Regions from separate parts of the Mus musculus genome. Here all the other regions are linked to region 1. The links are chromatin contacts, called in public HiChIP or PLAC-seq maps. All regions are on one chromosome and are shown on one strand. The core of a region is the stretch at or near the end of the contact, and the rest is flanking DNA. Distances in the headings are between cores, read along the strand shown.

Region 1 (2,700 bases), core at 153-2,652:
CCCCCACCCCCACCCCATGGTGCCCATCTCTCACTGGGGAGGCTGGCATAGTTGCTCTGTCCACAAGGCTGGATGCCTCAGCTGTCCTGATCTGGTGAAAAAAAAACCTGAAAGAGAGAGCTGCTGAACCTTAGATCCTGATAGAAAACTAAAAAGAACTGATTCTGGTGTGGAAGGATTCAACCACAGCAGCAGAAGAAAGCAACTTGAGGAAAGGACAAGCCAGAAGAGGTGAATTTCAGCCATGACCGTTTACATCTGGACTGCTAGTAGATGATAACACCTTCAATCAGAGTGGGTCTTCAAAATCAAAATTTATCTATTTATTTATTTATTTATTTATTTATTTATTTATTTAATGCATATGAGTACACCATTGCTCTCTTCAGATATACCAGAAGAGGACATCAGATCCCATTACAGATGGTTGTGAGCCAACATCTCAGGACCTCTGGAAGAGCAGTCAGTACTCTTACCCGCTGAGCCATCTCCCCAGCCCCTTCCAAATCATTTAAGGAAATCCGGAAAGCCTCCCTATTCTGGAGGTTCTAACTTTCACTAGGGTGCCATAAAAACCAACCATAATATCTAGACGCTCAAAGTTCAGCAAATCTGGCTCGGAATCCAGTATGCTTTCTGTGACTACAGAGGTTCTCAAATGGGATGTAGTTTCCTCCTCAGGCAACCTTTGGCAATACCTAGTGACATTTTTGGTTGCAATTAGGTTGCAATTAATGGGTTGTGGTCTTCTAGTGGGCAGAGCCCAGGAATACTGCTATATGATACCACAACAAGGACTTATCCATCCAGCCTAAAAGTTCAAGAACGGGTTGCTGAAAAGCCTAGCGGGACAGAATGCTTTCTGCACTCCCTCTACCCCGTTCTGCTCTTATTTCCATGGATACACAATTAACTACTGCAAAAATAAACAACTCGCAGAAAGCAGCGGAATACATCCACACTTTTCTCACTGCCTTCTTCCATTCAAAATGAACCGATCTTTGTGGCTTTAAAGATAAAGGGAGAGCGAGTGCAGGAGCTGAGGAACTCAGTAGGCAGAAAGGAAATTCACACTAATTGCAATGCTTACAATACAAACTTGGGGTTTGGGGCGGGGGGGGGGGGAGTAGCTGCATTAGATAACTGCTGTGTCAAAAGCGCTTGCGCTGCAAGCTTGGGGACTTGAGTTCGAATCACAGGCATCCAAGTTAAAAGTGCTGGCAGAAGCAGATATGACTCTCTTTCCGGACAGTTCACTCTGGATAACTGCCAGGATCCCAGAACAACAGATTGGGACCCGTGGCCATCCTCCCGCCGGCTGCTGGCACTTTCGGTAAGCAGGAGTGCCTGGGGGCGTGGGCGGGGCGGGGCCTAGGAGCACAGGTCCCTGTGTTGTGACGTCATAATCTGCAGCCGCGGAGCTCGCCCTTAGCAACCGCCCTGGCGACTGTCGCTGTGACCCTTTGCGCCCCCGCGGTCCTGGTCTTTTCCTTTTCACCTCCGCTGCGGGGGAGCTCGGCTTCATCCCAGTAAGAACCAAGGGGATACAACCGCGGAGGCCGCAGGAGGACTAAGCATGGATGGCAGCCGGAGAGGTAAGGGACTGCGCGGGTCCAGGCTGCCCATGGCCTTTAAGGTTGCCTGCCACCTCCTTCAGTGTCGCAGGGTAATGGCTGGAACTAGAAACGCCCTGAGCTCAGGGAGGCCCCGCATGCCCGGCTCTTTGATTTACTGCCTGACATCCATCCCCTGATCCTGGGACCCTGCAGCCTGTATCACTTGGGTATCTTCTAGGCGGAATACTAGCCTGGTCTTTGAAATCTAACCTGAGCCCCAGATCAGGCCGGCTGCTTTCACAGAAACGGCGCTCAGTTTGCTCATCTTGAAGGTAGTGGGTAAATACCCATGCCACGGAGTTCTTGGGGGTTAAGTGCAGATAATATACAGCAAGCTCCTGGTGCATTTTAAGTACATGAAATCTTCCACTCCCTCCCTCCTTCTCTCCCTCCCTCCAGAACTGACTCACCCAGAGCTGGTTATAATTCAGTGGCTCCAAGGTAGGAGCTGGGATACTGCATTTGTAATAAACTTCCAATGTGGCTGGTCATTGGACTGAATGTTTAATAGCAAAAGACTACCTTTGAATCGACCTGCTAATGATTAATTAAGCCTTGCTTTCATCTTGCATGCACCTTTATTCTACAATAATTTCATCAAAATAAGTGTTCTGCTTAGCATACAAGGTTGGGGGGGGGGGAGGATATTCAGACACCATCCCAACCTAAGCTCTAGAGGAAAACACACCAAATGCTGTTATGGTCTTCAGAAATGGTTACAAAATAAACTTTAAACCTTTGCAGTGTTCCACCCGTAACCCAACACTTGTTTACACACAAATCCTGTTAAATGGGTATTATTCATATTTTGAAATGAATAAAACAAAAGATTATAAATAATTCCCCTAGTGTCATGGTTGGTCACAGAACAAGCCCCAGACTAAGAAGCTAAAACCCTCAAGTTCTTTTACTTACATTTGTTTAGTAATAGACTTAGTGAGGTTTTAGTGTTTATTTTTAAATGAGGTGACAAATGTAAATGGGTTTATACTTTTAGGTGGCTTCAGTTTTAGCCCATAACATATATCAATAACATCGTTCCTGGTATAAATGTTATATTCAATAAGTATCTGGGCTAGTTTTT
Region 2 (2,700 bases), core at 188-2,687, 340 kb before region 1:
GTTGTTACAATTATTGTGGAGTAAGGATAATGATTCAGTTTCAATTGCTCTCTCTCTCTCTCTCTCTCTCTCTCTCTCTCTGTGTGTGTGTGTGTGTGTGTGTGTGTGTGTATGTGTGTGTGTATGTGTGTGTGTGTTGGCATGATTCCAAAATCCTTTATGGATATTCACATTTAAGCTGAAAGTTTTTTATGAAAATATCTTTATTGCTTTTTTAAATGTCCCACTACTTGATTTAAAAATCATGATAGTGTCTTTTTCACAAGCTTTACAAATTACAGGAAAAAAATGATTTTCTCCTTCTGTATGGAAATTTCATTTCCAATAGACAGGGTTCTGTCCCGGTTGAAGCCTGGCAGGAAGGGGGGAATAAACAAGACTAAGGATGGCTGGGGCTCTCTCCTTACAGCTGAAGCTCAGGCTCCTCTGAGGGAGACTCAGCCTGTGTAGCCCTGTGGCCCACTGAGGCAGGCCTCTGCCATGAAGGTCTCCGGGCCGCTGAAAGCCTAGAGTGTTGTACATCAAGGTAGCTTTGAGGGAATGAGGACCCTAGCGAGCCTATGGCTTGGACCCCTCTTGAGCTGAAAGTTGTAAAGATCACAAGGAAAATAAGTTTGAAATAATTTTCCCTCTAGAAGACCTCGACGTCTTTACTGTCTGTCGGAGTAAAGTAGTAGAGGCGTGCCCGATGATTCAGTTCTCTAGCCTTGGGAGTAGTGGGCGTGCTCAGCATGGAATCCCAACCACCAGCCTGACTCAGGAAAACTGTTTTTCCTTTGCCTGCCTATGTATGTCTGTGCATTATACATGTGTGCCTGGTGCCTGAGTAAAATCAGATCCCCCGGAATTAGACTCACAGATGACTGTGAGCTGAGAAACGCACCCTCTGGAAGAGCAGCCAGTGCTCTTAAATCTGTGAACCATTCCTCTGACACCCCCTCCTGATTTTTAATAGTCCACAGACCCATGAAATTCATTGTAGCTTACATGGTGGCATCAGGCTCTGTTGGTAACACACACACACACACACACACACACACACACACACACACAATTGCATTATCTTTGTCAGCTATAGCTTCCAGACCACATGCTGACCTATGGGAAATTCCACTTCAGTCATTACTGAACTGTCCTTCCTCTTTGAGGTTTACACCAGAGTAAGCGAGATTTACAAAATGCTAAATAAAAACGAAGAGGGGGGCGTTTGGTTTGTTTCCTCCTGTACTATCACCGCGACAATGAACTTTAGTTTTTAGTGACCCTGTAAGTATCTCTGGTATTTCCTACCTCCCCGAATACCAGGGCAAGGGGCTCACTGGCAAAATTGGGTAGGAGCCAGGGCACAGACACATTCCTGTGAGTCGTGTAGCTCTGCTTACCAAAGAGACGCTTCTTTGGGGATGACTAAAGGCCGCAAGTATGGTTTTAGCTCAAGGGATGGAATATGCAGTTAGTTGCTAAATTAGTCAGCTTAGTCTCCTGGCTGCAATGAGTGGCTCAGTGGTAGGTATGTGACTTGAGCTGCTTACATGCCCAAAAGGCTCTTTCTCTGCCTCCTGGTGGTGATACAATGTGCCACAAAGATGCCTGAAATATTTGTGGTCAGTTTGTTACCAGGAAGTAGCAACAAGTAGAAGAGAAGAAAGCTTAAAGAACCTGAAACCTCTGGATATGGCAATCACTAGATGGTCCATCCTTTCGTCACACTTCCAGATTTTGTCTCTGTAACTCCTTCCATGGGTGTTTTGTTTCCTATTCTAAGAAGGGGCAAAGTGTCCACACTTTGGTCTTCGTTCTCTTGAGTTTAATGTTTTTAGCAAATTATATGTTATATCTTGGGTATCCTAAGTTTCTGGGCTAATATCCACTTATCAGTGAGTACATATTGTGAGAGTTCCTTTGTGATTGGGTTACCTCACATCCAGAGATCCATCCCATGATCAGCTTCCAAACGCTGACACCATTGTATACACTAGCAAGATTTTGCTGAAAGGACCCAGATATAGCTGTCTCTTGTGAGACTATGCCAGGGCCTAGCAAACACAGAAGTGGATGCTCACAGTCAGCTATTGAATGGACCACAGGGCCCCCAATGGAGGAACTAGAGAAAGCACCCAAGGAACTAAAGGGAACTGCAACCCTATAGGTGGAACAACAATATGAACTAAGCAGTACCCCGGAGCTCTTGTCTCTAGCTGCATATGTATCAAAAGATGGCCTAGTCGGCCATCACTGCAAAGAGAGGCCCATTGGACTTGCAAACTTTATATGCCCCAGTACAGGGGAATGCCAGGGCCAAAAAGGGGGAGTGGGTGGGTAGGGGAGTGGGGGGGGGTTATGGGGGACTTTTGGTATAGCATTGGAAATGTAAATGAGCTAAATACCTTAAAAAAAAAAAAGAACCTGAAACCTGACACTGACTCCTAAAGTGGTGAGTCTCGGCATAGGATAATTGTATGAACCAAACAGACCTCTTCATTTAACCCAATCTGAGTCAGATTTTCCCTAGTGGAAATTGGAACATGGAAGTGAGGCGATGTTATAGTGTCTCATTGTTGAATAAGCAGGGCAGGTGAGGTCCAAATGAGAGAGAAACAAGGACACCTCTAACTCATAAAGTTAGCAGCCCTCATTAAGACTCATTAACTGACGTCCTGGAAGAACCCTTACTAAACCTTTGCCTTTGATATCCTGGAT
Region 3 (2,700 bases), core at 170-2,669, 380 kb before region 1:
TGTCATAAGTATTTCAAAAATATCAGAAATATGATAACGAATAAAGTTAAATTTCTTAAGTCTTTAAAATCCAAAATAATCCAATGGTTCTAATGTCTATCAGAATTCTAAAACTAAGGTCGTGCACATACACATGTACTCATCAGTGCATATACACGCTAGCTTGTTGGGGTCAGGTCGCTCTCTACAGCACTGACTGCACTCTGGAGACCAGGCTGGCCTCAAAACCTCAGAATCCCAGCTCTGCCTCCCAGGGACTAGAATTAAAGGTGTGTAGAACTATGCCTACCTAATGCTTTCTTTTTTTTTTTTTTTCTTTTGATGCTGAAGATAGAACTAGTAAGCATGAATTCCACTGTTAGCCAAACCCTACCCTACTCCAAAAAAGAAAAAAACATTCAACCCAACTCTTCAGATATAGGCCATTCAGGACCTATGAAGAATTACATACATATTCTTCAATATCAGGAGCATAGACATATTTTATGTCACATCTAGCAAATTCTAGCAAATTAACTATGCTGTCAAAAAATAAGATTTCTAATCTAACTGTTCTCCAAATTTCTTTGTATGAAAGCATAAGCAAAGAGAGATTTGTTTCACAGACCTTTATATAGTTGGCGTCAAACGGCCTTTCATTCCAAATCTGCAAAACAAAAATTCAAAATGTCTGAAATGAAAGTTTTCAAACGTAAGATGAACTGAATCATTAAAGCACTACATTTCATTTATCTGATGAGCTAGTTTCCAAACTTTAAAAACTGCTGTCATAGAATTTATACTTTTGTAAAGCAAAATAACTTTTAACACTTTCAAGTTTTTAAAAAGTATTTAGGGAATACTTTTCAAAAAGTCATGTATGGGGCTGGAGAGACAATCCAACATGAAGAGCACTCGGTGCTCTCTCGAGGGCCAGTCATTCCCTGCACACTGTAGTGGCCAACGTCATCTCTAACTTCAGTTCCAGGCGATCCAGGGCCCTCTTCTGGCCTCCGTGGACAGCAGGCATATATGTGGTGCACATACAGATACACAGCCAAATACTCATATATATAAAAACTATTTTTTCAAAGAAAGGCATTTATTCCAGAGATTAATATGCATTCATGCAATAAATATTAGAATTATAATGTGTACAAATCCTACACTGGACATTTGGAGAACAAACAGGTATGAGAACCACTTAAATAATTCTAATATATAGACACAGTAAAAAGCAAGTTCTTTACCAGGGAATGGTTAGAAGGAGTTTGTTTATGCAGAGGAACGGAATGATCTGCAAGAACACAAGAGCAGGCTCTTGGTGAGGAAGTGAGAAGGAAGCACACTTTGTTCTCTTCGATTCAGAATCCTGAGGGGGTGGTTTCTGTGGTGAAAGGGAACCTCGGGGCCTCCAGTCCTGTAGTCTACAGAGGAGCCTAAGTCTAGGTGTGATAAAGATCTTATCTAAAGAACGCCTCCCCACTGCATGTGACTAACCAGAGACTAAAATGAGACAGATTATCATCATTCACAGGAAATAGTTTGTGAACATGTACCATATCAGAAATCTAAGAGATCCATCTGCATTTAATCACATTAGTTAAATGGACCAACATTTAAAAATAAAAAGTTCCCAGATAAAAACAGTCAGTTATATTGTGGAAAAGTAGAGGAAAGCAAAACACCCATGGAAGGAGCTACAGAGACAAAGTTTGGAGCTGAGACGAAAGGATGAACCATCTAGAGACTGCCATACCCGGGGATCCATCCCATAATCAGCCACCAAATGCAGACACTATTGCATATGCCAGCAAGATTTTGCTGAAAGGACCCAGATATAGCTGTCTCTTGTGAGGCTATGCCGGGGCCTAGCAAACACAGAAGTGGATGCTCACAGTCAGCTATTGGATAGATCACAGGGCCCCCAATGGAGGAGCTAGAGAAAGTACCCATGGAGCTGAAGGGGTCTGCAATCCTATAGATGGAACAACAATATGAACTAACCAGTACCCTCAGAGCTCATGTCTCTAGTTGCATATGTAGCAAAAGATGGCCTAGTCTGCCATCATTGGAAAGAGAGGCCCATTGGTCTTGCAAACTTTATATGCCTCAGTACAGGGGAATGCCAGGGCCAAGAAGTGGGAGTGGGGGGGAGGAGGGGGGGACTTTTGGGATAGCATTGGAAATGTAAATGAAGAAAATACCTAATTAAAGAAAAGAAAAAAAAGGAGAGAAAAGCAGTAAGTCTTGACTGCCTGCCTGTGGCCATGGCTCATCCTCATGTCTTAATGTTCCTCTGAGAGGATTAGGGATCTGCAGCAGTGTCCATCTCTCACTGACAAGAGCTCACATCGCTGTTGTAACACAACAGCCACTGTCCTACCACACAGTAGATACTCAGGACAGGCTCGCTGATAATTTATATTTTGAGTGCATAAAAACTTCAAATCAATACTGAATGGCTGAGAAGCACCTGAAAAAATGTTCAACATCCTTAATCATCAGGGAAATGCAAATCAAAACAACCCTGAGATTCCACTTCACTCCAGTCAGAATGGCTAAGATCAAAAATTCATGTGACAGCAGATGCTGGCGAGGATGTGGAGAAAGAGGAACACTCCTCCATTGTTGGTGGGATTGCAAGCTTGTACAACCACTCTGGAAATCAGTCTGGCAGTTCCTCAGAAAATTGGACATAGTACTACCGGAGGATCCCGC

The links. HiChIP or PLAC-seq counts read pairs in DNA pulled down with a chosen protein or histone mark.
Region 2: a contact with region 1 is called in a CTCF HiChIP or PLAC-seq map of the NIH/3T3 cell line, with 11 read pairs. The contact joins the enhancer-like site here to the promoter of Spata7 in region 1. A contact is called at or near these places in 13 of 39 promoter capture datasets (the 3T3-L1 cell line, 3T3-L1-derived adipocytes, the HPC-7 cell line and 8 more), 4 of 15 datasets of contacts at CTCF or cohesin (CD8 T cells, the NIH/3T3 cell line, hippocampal excitatory neurons and 1 more), 52 of 484 Hi-C or Micro-C datasets (B cells, the CH12 cell line, the G1E-ER4 cell line and 29 more), 20 of 115 datasets of contacts at active chromatin or transcription factors (DN3 thymocytes, the NIH/3T3 cell line, VIP interneurons and 15 more) and 5 of 9 other capture datasets (adipose tissue, embryonic stem cells, liver and 2 more).
Region 3: a contact with region 1 is called in an H3K4me3 HiChIP or PLAC-seq map of bone marrow-derived macrophages, with 2.7 times the contacts expected there. The contact joins the enhancer-like site here to the promoter of Spata7 in region 1. A contact is called at or near these places in 9 of 39 promoter capture datasets (cranial neural crest, hippocampal neurons, liver and 5 more), 3 of 484 Hi-C or Micro-C datasets (all in embryonic stem cells), 29 of 115 datasets of contacts at active chromatin or transcription factors (CD8 T cells, SST interneurons, astrocytes and 19 more) and 4 of 9 other capture datasets (adipose tissue, liver, macrophages and 1 more).

What each region holds. Positions count from the first base shown.
Region 1 is chr12:98,626,740-98,629,439 of GRCm38.p6, forward strand. It overlaps Spata7 (spermatogenesis associated 7), which reads left to right and starts at 1,403. Exons shown (of 11, transcript NM_001289572.1): 1 at 1,403-1,595. The coding sequence starts at 1,577.
Region 2 is chr12:98,282,189-98,284,888 of GRCm38.p6, forward strand. No RefSeq gene overlaps it. Among named protein-coding and RNA genes, the nearest start is that of Gpr65, 15 kb to the left of the region's middle. Within about 2 kb of position 1,438, at least 137 of the 459 cell types and tissues checked have an H3K27ac peak or open chromatin away from gene starts, as enhancers often do. A contact at or near this core is called in CD8 T cells, the CH12 cell line, the HPC-7 cell line and 14 more, where this site is marked.
Region 3 is chr12:98,245,647-98,248,346 of GRCm38.p6, forward strand. It overlaps Galc (galactosylceramidase), which reads right to left. Exons shown (of 17, transcript NM_008079.4): 6 at 608-646. Among named protein-coding and RNA genes, the nearest start is that of Galc, 12 kb to the right of the region's middle. Within about 2 kb of position 1,420, at least 30 of the 459 cell types and tissues checked have an H3K27ac peak or open chromatin away from gene starts, as enhancers often do. A contact at or near this core is called in bone marrow-derived macrophages, effector CD8 T cells and macrophages, where this site is marked.